3 separate regions of the Zea mays genome follow, and regions 1 and 2 are each linked to region 3. Evidence: chromatin contacts called from public Hi-C data. All regions are on one chromosome and are shown on one strand. The core of a region is the stretch at or near the end of the contact, and the rest is flanking DNA. Distances in the headings are between cores, read along the strand shown. Region 1 overlaps LOC103643876 (a long non-coding RNA gene). Region 2 has its middle 5.8 kb from the start of LOC111590722. Region 3 overlaps LOC100285985.

What was found. Hi-C and Micro-C count contacts between places; a contact is called where the count stands out from the background.
Region 1: a Hi-C map of ear shows a contact between it and region 3, with 2.1 times the contacts expected there. The contact joins two enhancer-like sites. A contact is called at or near these places in 2 of 25 Hi-C or Micro-C datasets (ear and tassel).
Region 2: a contact with region 3 is called in a Hi-C map of bundle sheath, with 2.9 times the contacts expected there. The contact joins two enhancer-like sites. A contact is called at or near these places in 2 of 25 Hi-C or Micro-C datasets (bundle sheath and tassel).

Annotation. Positions count from the first base shown.
Region 1 is chr1:272,333,555-272,337,199 of Zm-B73-REFERENCE-NAM-5.0, reverse strand. LOC103643876 (a long non-coding RNA gene) reads left to right here. Exons shown (of 4, transcript XR_561348.3): 4 at 156-1,622. Among protein-coding and RNA genes, the nearest start is that of LOC103643875, 4.5 kb to the right of the region's middle. Within about 2 kb of position 1,664, at least 3 of the 20 cell types and tissues checked have an H3K27ac peak or open chromatin away from gene starts, as enhancers often do. A contact at or near this core is called in ear, where this site is marked.
Region 2 is chr1:272,260,365-272,264,036 of Zm-B73-REFERENCE-NAM-5.0, reverse strand. No RefSeq gene overlaps it. Among protein-coding and RNA genes, the nearest start is that of LOC111590722, 5.8 kb to the left of the region's middle. Within about 2 kb of position 1,681, at least 17 of the 20 cell types and tissues checked have an H3K27ac peak or open chromatin away from gene starts, as enhancers often do. A contact at or near this core is called in bundle sheath and tassel, where this site is marked.
Region 3 is chr1:272,760,095-272,763,939 of Zm-B73-REFERENCE-NAM-5.0, reverse strand. It overlaps LOC100285985, which reads left to right. Exons shown (of 13, transcript NM_001158873.1): 13 at 1-328. The coding sequence ends at 38. Among protein-coding and RNA genes, the nearest start is that of LOC103645564, 8.4 kb to the right of the region's middle. Within about 2 kb of position 1,434, at least 19 of the 20 cell types and tissues checked have an H3K27ac peak or open chromatin away from gene starts, as enhancers often do. A contact at or near this core is called in bundle sheath, ear and tassel, where this site is marked.

The DNA of each region.
Region 1 (3,645 bases), core at 415-2,914, 430 kb after region 3:
GCATTTGCAAAGATATAGAATTTTCTAACAAGTGGTGTGAATATATTATATAATATTCTTCTTAATCCAATGATAAATAGTTCTGCATACCAGAACGAACAGAATATTGTCTGAGATTTTCGTGTTCCAAAAGAACATAACCTTTGTTTTAACAGAAGCCTTGCTGTGGGCGGACAGAAGAACAGAGAGGAAAGAGGTAGGTGTGGCATACTGCCAGTGGGATACATAAATTATAAACTATGTCAGCTATATACTGCAATACGAGGAACAGGCCCAGCAGCATTCATATGCAGTTCCATGTACTCCAGAGCTCAGCTATGGTGCTACATTCATCAGGTCAGATATGTATCGTACTGCTATTTTTGTTCTGAAAAAACCTCTGGTACTACATTGCTCAGGTCAGATATGTATGGTACTGCTATTTTTTTCCGGATACCCTTGGACAGCTGTATGCCTTTTGAGCAGCTATAACAGGAGTATGTCGGATTACTTACCCTTGGACGGCAGCTTGGAACTTCAACCTGATCTGAGCAGTCAGCTGGCTTTGCAAAACTGAGTTGATTGAGTATTTATAATAATGGTCATGGCCAATGCCAAGGCATTAACAACTTTCGGCTTATACCAAACGTGCTGAGAACTAACTTATTCCGACTCAAGATAGAAGCTGCAGCGGTTTTGTGAAGTGAACCAAATGAAGAAGTTACACTTCCATGGGTAGATGACAGCAACACAAAGCTTAATGTATATATGTTAATTAAAATGATATATCCTGTGCAATCACTTATTATTTGGTGCAATCATGCTATTAAACCATCCAACGGTTTCATATGAAAGGGGTTAATATAAAATAGGTACTAGGTTTTAGATGAAAGAGGTTAAATATAAAATAGCAGCCACTGTTGAATTTTAATCGGATGCACTAGGTTGCTAGATTGTATATGCTTGCACTAATATGATTGATTGCATAGGACATGACTGCTAGGCGTTGCTTGTATCATGATATATAGTAGACCTTCTGAATCATTGTTTTTTGTTTATAACATATGGCACCGATGATATTTCGCTTAGTGAAAGAGTGTACTAAGCACTAGCTAGCAGCTGCTTGTTTTTTGTTTATGCCATATCGTTTTATCCTTTTAGATCTTTTCCACTACTAACATTTGAAAGGGATCGGAGTACTAATAATCTACTGATAAATCATTTGTGCTTCTCAACAACGAAATGAAGAAATATACATCTTGTGCCAGCATATTATTCATGTATAGGTAATAATTTGACATTGTTGTCGGTTTGTGTAACATAAAACTATGTATTTCTCCGTTCTTCTGCAGATTGAGTTGTTTCCTTCGGTGGTCCGCGCTATATATACTGCATTCAAGTGGGGGTGTGTGCAGGCGCAGCTGGTATCACGCTCGTGTATAGGCTGGCTGCAGAACGCACAGTTCTTCGGCACTGTGCGCTGCTCAATGTACGTATTGATATTGATGTGTGGTACGTACGAATATGCCTTGTTGCATAGATACAACTTCTTTGGTCGTTTTTAATTTTTTTTTAAAATTCAAAGTACTACTACTTCAGAATGACAAGACTAGATACATGTGCACACACTGTTTATCCTAAGCCTTGCGGTACAACATGTGACCTTTGAGATGTTTCATGGCGTGGGGTGGATTTTAATCGATGTACAATTTACGTGCACAACAGTTACTATTACTGCTAGGGCCTGCTGTCGCGGTCACACGTCAACTGCAGTTCCTTGTTATGGTAGCGAAGAGGTGGCCAATGAAGGACTACGACATAAAGACAATAGGTGGGCTTTCCCACGCATCACCATTGTTTTTTTATTTGTGAAATTGCAGGTTACATTCATATGGTTTTTGAGAAATATAGATGGAGGATTTGTCGTCTGTTCTGGACACCCGGAAAGAAAGTGTTAAATAGGAAGTGAAGTATATAAATCAACACTATAATCTCACTGTCAACAGTCACAATCATCCTATATTCTTTGCCCATCTATTGTTTGGTTCCATATATAAAACTAAACTTTAATTAGTCCATCTGTCTAGTCCTTTTTAGTGACTAAACTGACAAACTCCAAACACACTATAGTCTCTAGTCCCTTGAGGGGTAACTAAAATGGACTGAGTGCGTATTAATTCTAGACAACATTTGCCCTCATTATTGCCTGCGCCCCTCATTAATTACTTGCACCCCCTCATTCATTACTTGCACCAAAGGAATATTTTGGTCTTTATTCATGTGTTTTAATGGTCTTTAATTCCTAGAACCAAACAGGAGTATAGTTTAGTCCTTAAAGTAAAGTTTAGTCTAGGAACTAACGAAACAAAACATGCCCTAAATACATAACTATATTGTTGCAAATGTTGAGGTGCAAACTCTGTGCAAATATTTATATAAACAACAAAATTCGGGTCTATATGCATTGGAAGGAAAAATTCATGTGATTTGCATAAGCATCTGATATTTTTCATCATTTTTCATATAACTTTTTAGAAATAAAACGATGTTGCATGTTAGCGAGTATTTTAAAAGAAATATATACATATATATATATAAGTAGCTGAGTTGGATAGATGGTTTGAGTAGCACTCTTCGAGAAGTTTAGGAGTTTCTATTGTTTTCTGAGTCTCTTTGAAAATGTTTTCTTCTTGATATGATATCACGGAGGTGGTATTACCCCTCGGTTCGATTTTTGTGTTTCAAGGAGTTTTCACGATTGCACTGTTTTTGAATCATTTAGTATAGTGAACCAAAGCATGTGTCTTCAAAGATCAATAAGGGGCTGAAAGATAAACAAACCCCATTGTGCTCGTGTGGTGTTGTGGATAATGCTTTTAATCGTCAGCTTTGTCAAACGATACTACTATACGCTAGGACTAGTCTAGTTGTCCATGTGATTTATCATTTATCTACCTTAATATAGAGTGTTTCAATTAATTAATATTCATGCGTCACTCGGGGCCCTCTAGTAATATATTGGAACAATTGGATCTATACCATTAAAAGATCCAAACTTTAGATTTATACCATGGACACCACATGTCATTGACTCATGTGGACCCATATGTAAGTGAGATAGTAATGGTATGGATCCAAAGTGGTGATCTTTTAATGGTATGGATCCAAATTTCCCTAATATATTTGCTGCTCGCCCTTATACTAAACCTTGGAGATTTCATTGACCACCATTTACCCAGACAAGGAAAATCGATCAAACTCAAACGTAGAAATCATGAAACTACAGATAAATTACTTATTAATAGATAAATTACAGATAAATTCCATACCATCATATTATATTGTAAATGGAAAAATGTGTTCGTATCTAGAAACTGCATGTGGCGTACGTGCACACAAGTTACCACCTGTACGCCCAGATGCAGTTATACGTTTCTTTAAAATCACACACATATTTTTCCAATAAACTTTTAAATACCTATAAACATAATATGTTAAGATATTTACATTTGTGCAACAAAAGTTCATATGTGCACACTAAAAAAATAAAAGGGGTATTACGTTTGATTACAAAATGAACTAGGAAACAAGTTTTATGGCAGGTATGTGCGCTTCAACATGATGTACACGTATGATTTTATAAAAAACTTTTGAAACATAAAAATG
Region 2 (3,672 bases), core at 432-2,931, 500 kb after region 3:
ATTGTTGAGAGGGGTATCCTCATCATAAAATCAATAATTCTTACGGTACCAAATACTTCCTTATCATAAGTTGAATAATTCTAGGTAGGTTCACTCAACTTCTCACCAAACTAAGCAAACGATTTGCCTTCTTGAAGTATCACACCATCCAATCCAATTCCACTAGCATCACATTCAAGCTCAAAAGTTTTATTGAAATTTGTAGGTTGGAGCAAAGGGCATGTGTTACCTTATCTGTGTAGCCCAAGTGAATGTTGCTCCTTTCTTGGTGAGTTCCTTATCATAAGTGAATGGCACTAGAACCCAGTAAGAGTGTAAGACCAAGAAAACTCCGCACTTGTGTGATCATCGTAGGAACCAACCAGCTTCGTATGCCATTGATCCTGGCTTGCTCAACTTTAATTCTCTAGGGTGTCACAAACATAGCCAACAAAAAGAGACTCGAGTCGTGTAAAAGGTGCACTTTTTTAGGTTTCCAAATAAGTGAACAATATGGCACACAAATGATCATTGTGCTCCTTGTATGAATTGCTACATATTAGAATGACATCAAAATATACAACCATAAATTTACCAATGAAGGGATATAAAATTTCATTCATTAATCTCATGAATGTGCTTGGTGCATTAGTGAGACCAAAAGGTGTGACTAGCAACTCATATAGACCGAACATTGTTTTACATGCAATTTTTGATTCATCTCCTAACTTCATGTGAATCTAGTGGTAACCACTACACAAAATAAAATTTTGAGAACACCAAAGAGCCGCTCAATTCAACATGCATATCATCTAGACTAGCTAGGGGTACGGTGACATCATGTGATTGTGATGTTATTAATTGCTCTACAATCCACGCACATGAGTAAAGATCCATCTTTATTTGTAATCAAAAGCATAGGAACAACACATGGACTTAGAGATTCATGCACATAACCTTTGCCAAGGAATTCTGATACTTGGCATTGTATCTATTTGGCCTCTTAAGGGTTGGTTCTATATGAGGCTCGATTTGACAAACAAACCCCTAGAATGAGGTCAAATTGGTGTCTGGCCCCTTGAATTGGTGGCAGACTGGCAGTCCCATTTGCACTCCAATATTGGAAACAAATCAGCATACTCCAATATTGGTTAGCAAAAGCCGGCGGTACCAAAAAAGGTTGGTTCTTTAGTACAAAACAAGGTTTGTTTATTTACAAATCAAGGCATATCAAACGGTTGTACTTGTAAATCTAGCTGCTTGTACGATAGTTATATGATGTGTTTTTTTATCCATAGCGACCACCACGACAATCTAGACCTAGCTAGTGCGACTGATTTTTACATCAATACATCGCAAAAGCTACGCACTTAGAGAGAAAAATAAACATTGGAATTTAGAGGGTACAGTATTTAGCACTTCGTTACAGATGTGTGAAAATCCGGAGCCGATTTTGCAATAGCCGTGGATCGCTGAAATCAGACCTTCCTTGTGCTGTCTAAAATAAATAAATGTTTTGTGTTCTTCGTCGGAACAAGAACAAGCACCGGTTGCTCGGACCGTGGAGAAAACTGGTTGGGCTGTGCCGAGAAACAATGAGCGGGCTGGGCTGCGTCTTGACGGCGGGCCACCAAACTGTCCCGCCGTGCGCGCAGGGCAACAACCACAACGTCATGTGCGGCTTGCTTAACTGGGCCCGTTAGACGCGGGCTTCGTGTGGCCTTGGAACACGGCCGTTCGACCTGGCTTCACGTGACGTGAACCAGAGCGGAGCGGGGCCATCGATTTCGGCCGCGCGAAACGCGTGCGCGAGGCCTGCGAAAGGCCGCTGGATGAAGCTCCCTTTGATTGAAGCCCGTGTGGGCCGCACCGCATGGTCCGGCCGGCGATCGTGACCGTTGGAGTACGATTTATTCGATGCGTATGTACTCAGCTCGATCCATATACGATATGATAGTACGTAGACATCTTAGACGTAAGTTGTTTAAGGAACTCTCTCTCTCTCTCTCTCTCTCTCTCGGGTTTCTGTGTTCATCTCAAAGTTTTTTCAGTTCAAAAACCAATTCGAAAACAAATCGGCTTAAAATTCAGGTAATCAGGTCAAGCGACTTTACTCTGGTCTGAATAACTTGAGACATCCGGGTTGCCATGGCCGACTCTAGACAGCGGCCATAAACACGGTGGTTTCTTTTTCTTATTGGGATAGTAGGTCACTCCAAATAAAGGCTATTGCCATATGCTAAGGAGACGGAATTTGTGACGCCATCGCCACCGGGTTAACGTTAATATTCTACTACTAGAGAATCTAGCTTACGTTTCGGTTCCGGCCGGCCAGTAGAAAACTCTCTCTGAACCGACCGGTCAGAATCCCCTGCTCGGTGCTCGGTTGCTTGGACCGCACGCACGCACCCCTATATCGTCAGTGCCTGTAACAGTTCTTATTCGGTGATTATTATTATAATATTATTCCACGTTTGCACACACCGCACATCCGCCCGTTTGTAAAACTGTGAGTTGATCGTCGAGACGAAAGGTGGAGCTGGAGTATATGGCTGGGCTTCGATTGCCGCTCGCAGGTCGGTGTCGGTCCCGAACTTTTTTACTCGCGCTCCATCACCACATAGCCTGGCGATCCTATCGTCTGCCTACGGGGCCGCAGCGGCGCTCCTCCATCTCCTGGGTCTCGTTGTAGCCACATATAGAGTAGTAGATTGTTCGTCCTCGCAATGATCCGTAGTGCACAATGCCCAGTCGAATAGTCGATGAATAGCACATACACATATATGCGTGTGTGTGGTCTTGTCAAGGTTAACTGCTGCAGAGATGAGATGCCAAAGAAAAAACACATATTCTAATTAATAAAGCTTTGTGTGCCGCGACAAGCTAGCTAGGCTACTGTCTCGTACGTTCACGCGGTCTAAATCACGGGCGCAGCACAAATTCGATGGCAGCCTGGACTAAACGAGGCCGTGGCCGTCGTCACCATTCACCGATCCACAGGATTCACCCGGGGGCAAAACCAGCGCACATTACCTTTGCAGGACAGGAGTTAGAGGCGCCTTTTTCCTGGTCCCTCTCTCTGCTGAGCACATGCAGCAGCTAGCTAGCTCACGCTACTAGTCACTCGCGAAGAACGAATCCCCGGCCGGCGCCACTAGTTGTGGCTAGCTCTCGCGTCTTTACATTCGCAGCTGCAGCGTCCATTTCACAGGCAGTATACATGCATGTGATCGAGTGGAAGGAGGAGAGGCCACCGCTGGCCGCTGCCCGCTGCTTTTCACGTACAGGCGCCGGCAGTGCAATTTGGCGACGATGCGAGGTGTTCGCCAGTATGTCTCGCTGAAAGGGTGAAGCCGGAGAAAGGGGGAAGAATGTTTGCTGCGGCGGATGGAGATAAGATCGCATCTCGATGGGAATTAGAACGGCCGCCGGCCGAGTGTGTGTGTGTGGACTGTGGATCGAACATTCCGCCGCGCGCCTGAAAGGACTGTCGAAGCATTGTGACATCTGTCAGTCGATCGATCGTGTGGTTAACTTAACGGATGCTAACCCTAGCTTCTTTTTTCTCTTCAGTCTAGCTAGCTTTCTATCTTGGGAGACAGGGACAGCATTTTTCTTTTTGTTTTTTTAGTGGTACCTTTAATTTTGCTGGTGTCCTTATTTTTACACTTAGTGCTTATTCGGTTAGCTCTC
Region 3 (3,845 bases), core at 185-2,684:
GTGTTGCCATCAACAGGTTAAAGAAGCTGTTTCCTTGAATATGAAGCTGCATGAAGATATGATAACCTCATATTTTGTGCACACACAAGGGGTGGGATTGAAGTACCTGAGTTCAACCGACGGATGCTGATCACAGTTTGAGCTAGTGGGAACGGATTTCAACACTGAGATCAGGTTAAGGGTCAATTTAGCGGTTTCTCTCCCCACCCAAAGTTTTGGAAAAGCAAAATAAAGAAGGTTTTTTGGGAACCGGAAAGCAGTTTACGGGTGTCCGCCATCCCCACCATGTATAATATAGTTTCGCCAATTATTTGTTCAGACGCTTTGCCAATCGAACTTTTTCTGCCATGCTTACCTGTACCCATCTCTCCTTGCCGTTCTGAGCGGCAGCTTTTTTGCGGGCTCGCTCTGAAAACGGCTGCCACCAGTGAGGTCGCTCGTGGAGGCTGTTAGGCGGCCATGTGCTGACGCGCAGTCGCTTCGCCGGCTGAACCTTTCAGCCCTTTCAGTTTCGGTTGTTTGCTAGTTGCTGTCAGCGTCACTGAAATTTCCTGTATTATAGTAGCGGCTGTCTGCGTCAAATGACGCGTCCCTAATCGTATGTTGATGGATTGCTTAACAAGAGGTACCTCGTCCAGTGCGTGGATGTGCAAGTGGTCCTGAGGGCTGAGGCTAGTTCCTGTTTCAATGGATGGGTGATCCGGTGATTGCTGTTGTTACGCATAGGCTGTTGGGTTAGTTTTGGGCCATATACAGGAGCGCTAACGGGCTCCAACCTAAGCTCGTTACCCTGATTGTGTGGAACTCACCTAATGCTAGCGAGCTACGGACACTGGACGTTGCATGTTGTGCGGACCCAGTACTGGGATGTGCAGCTTGCAAAGATTCTATTCCCCTTGCTGGTTCTAAGCGCGACGCCGTGTCGTCATATCGCACGAGGCCTAACAATTTGACGCCCTGCGAGAAGGAAGACGGGCCTCTTTGGTTTACGCATAAGGCGTCGTACCTTACATAGATCGAAAAGCTAATGTTGGATGAAAAGGTTAGACACCTTGTGGCGTCTTAAGCATCAAACCAAACAGTTTCACCACGGCGAACAGAGTAGCTAGCCGCCGTGAGAATCACTGGTTGCTCCGTGAAAAAAGTTTGTGGCCTGGACTCGGAGGAATCATTGGCAGCAGCGAGAAACAGCCGCTGGTTTGACCGGTACGGGGCCGGGCGACACGGGCGAGGCAACACGGCAGTGCCGCCGTCCTTCCCCCAGCCCAGTGCTGCTCCTCGACGACGACGTGGACGGGACCGGCCAACCGGCGCCGAATGCGTTTCTCTATCATTGTTGCTCGGAAATGAAAAAGCGATCCTCAGCCGCACGGTGTGGAGGAGCGGTCCTTTGACTTGGCTTCCACTACCACTCCGCCCTGGGCCCTGGCCCCCTAGCCAACGGAGGGAGGAGGGCGCCGCGCCGTACGTGCGTGCGTGGTCGTAAACTAATCGTTGATCGGGACCCGGAGCCCGACCCCTTTTTTCGCGAAGAAAACAGCCCCCCTTGCACGACGACGAGCGGGGCAGCAGGATAGGAAGGTTCCGGCATCAACCGAACACAATGGCCGTTGGCAAAGCTGCGAGTACTTTTCTCAGAGTATTCGGTAAATATATATTTCCCTTTAGAAAAAAAAGTATTTTTGTGAATCCTACGCAAGATATTCGTCGAGTTTTTTTATTGTTGTTGTTGTTGCCAGGGGGCCGGCCACACATAGGGCCTTATATTATTTGGGGCAACGAGTACCGTGGAATTTCTCTGTGCGATCACAATCATATATCCCTGAGTCCAGAAAAAGATGAGCACCAGGTACACACCACCGAAACTGAAGCCGTGAAGTGAACAGACAGACAACATCATGCGGGACGCACTGGGCCGGCCGGCCGGACGTTCTCAACAGGAGCAGCACGACCACGAGGCATGGGCCCAGCCCGCCCGCCCGCCCGTGAGGCGCAGGAGGCGACGGGTAGGTACGCCGTACGTGTTCCATCCTGCTGCCCGGTGGTTCTCGCTAGGCTGGCTAGGTTAGCCCCCCCTTCCTTCCCTTCCCTTCCCTTCTCATCCGGGTCCGGGACCATGCGAACGCAAACGCAGGCAGTGCAATGCATCAACAAAAACTGCGCAGTGACCACAGTTCAGGTTTGAAAGACGAGACGGGTCTGCATGTACTCTCTCTGCAGTTGTCATTCTCGTTGGTTGAGAACTATTAAATACTAGTAAAAAAAATATGCCCGTGCAAGATCAAAACGATGATGCCTAGTGCTATCCCCCGCTGGGAAACGCTCCTCCAAAAACACGGCGTTGCAACCACAAGCTTATCGGCGCCGGATTCTTCAACAGGGACATGCTGCTCAGCAACCCGCCGCCGTGATGGACGCTAACCGGACGCGCGACAGTGAGGGCCAATGCACTCACAGGCTCTACATCACCACCGATAACTTTGTGTCCTGCGCAGCCTCTTCAGCTACGCCATAGACACCGCCAAGGGCGGCATGCCGCCGATGCGCGTCGCCGCCTACAAAGTCTGCTAGTCGGCGGTTACCTCGTGGTGCATCGTCGCTGTGAGCCTGTGACATCCTGTCCCTCGACACCGCGGCAAGGTCTTAATTCCACAACACACGCAGCATCATCAACAATAATAACAACAACAACAACAACAACAACAACAAAACGAGTTCTCGAACGACTCTCTATCTCTCTCTCTCTCTGGCCAGCTCGCCAAGTGACGAACAATACGGTCTGGCGATGGCCCATATAGTGGCGGTGCTCTGAATCGTCGCATTATTGTTCACCTCAGTCTCGATCGATCGTATATGGGGTCTACGTCTCTACCGCCTGCCGAAACCGCAGCGACTCCGGACGACGCCTGTCTCCGCGCGTGCGTCGTTGCGGCTGTCCCTGTCCCTCCCCTTCCTCGTCGTTCGCCCGCCCGCGTGGTCACCAGGAGGAGGAGGAGGAGCGAGGAGGCACGCACAGCGCAGACGGACACGGACCCGGACCCGATCGAGAGAAGAGGACCACCGTCTCGGCGGGCGACAGGCTTCGGGTTCCATGCCGCTCGCTGCCTGCCAGATCTAGCAGCAGACTGTATGCTCTGCTCGGAGGCCGGAGCCTTATAGTAGTTTTATTATTATTATTTTTGCATCTGGGCGGCAGCGTCAGCGTCAGCGTCAGCGAGCCACAATAACATGTGGCCATTCCAGTGGAAGGGTAGGGGCCCCCACGCATCCTCTCGTTCTCGTCCCCCAGCGTGGAATTCACTGGGTGTTCCTTTCGACCGGCTGGTGAAACCTGCACCGTACCTTTCGAGATCTCTGCCTCAGCTGATAGATCTTTGTTGTACGAGTAGTAGTACGTGCCTCGTAGGTCGCCTCGCAGGCATCGTTTTCTCTGACGACGACGCGAGAAGCTTACATTACAGGTCGACGGGACCGGTTACCTTGACACGATCGGTACGTGGGGCGTCCGTCTCACTCCGCGACGCCTCCCCACCAAGTCCTCTTAGGTAGTGTTTGGGTGGAGGGGTGAGTAAGGATGAAGATGGATGTGATGGAATCATTTTAGTTTAACTCGTGTTTGGTTTAGAGGTCCAAAATCAGGGTCAAAGAATATTCTTCAAAAATAGTGGATGAGATCATCCCTCAAAAAAACAAGGGACGGGGTCAGCCAGGGTTGATCATGTCCCATTCGTTGACACCGAACCATCTCGAGGGCAAAATTATTAGTTAGCGCTAATAGCCGGATCCATAAGTACTGTACTACTATCTCTCTAGCGCGCTAATAGCAAAATTATTAGTTTTTCGTG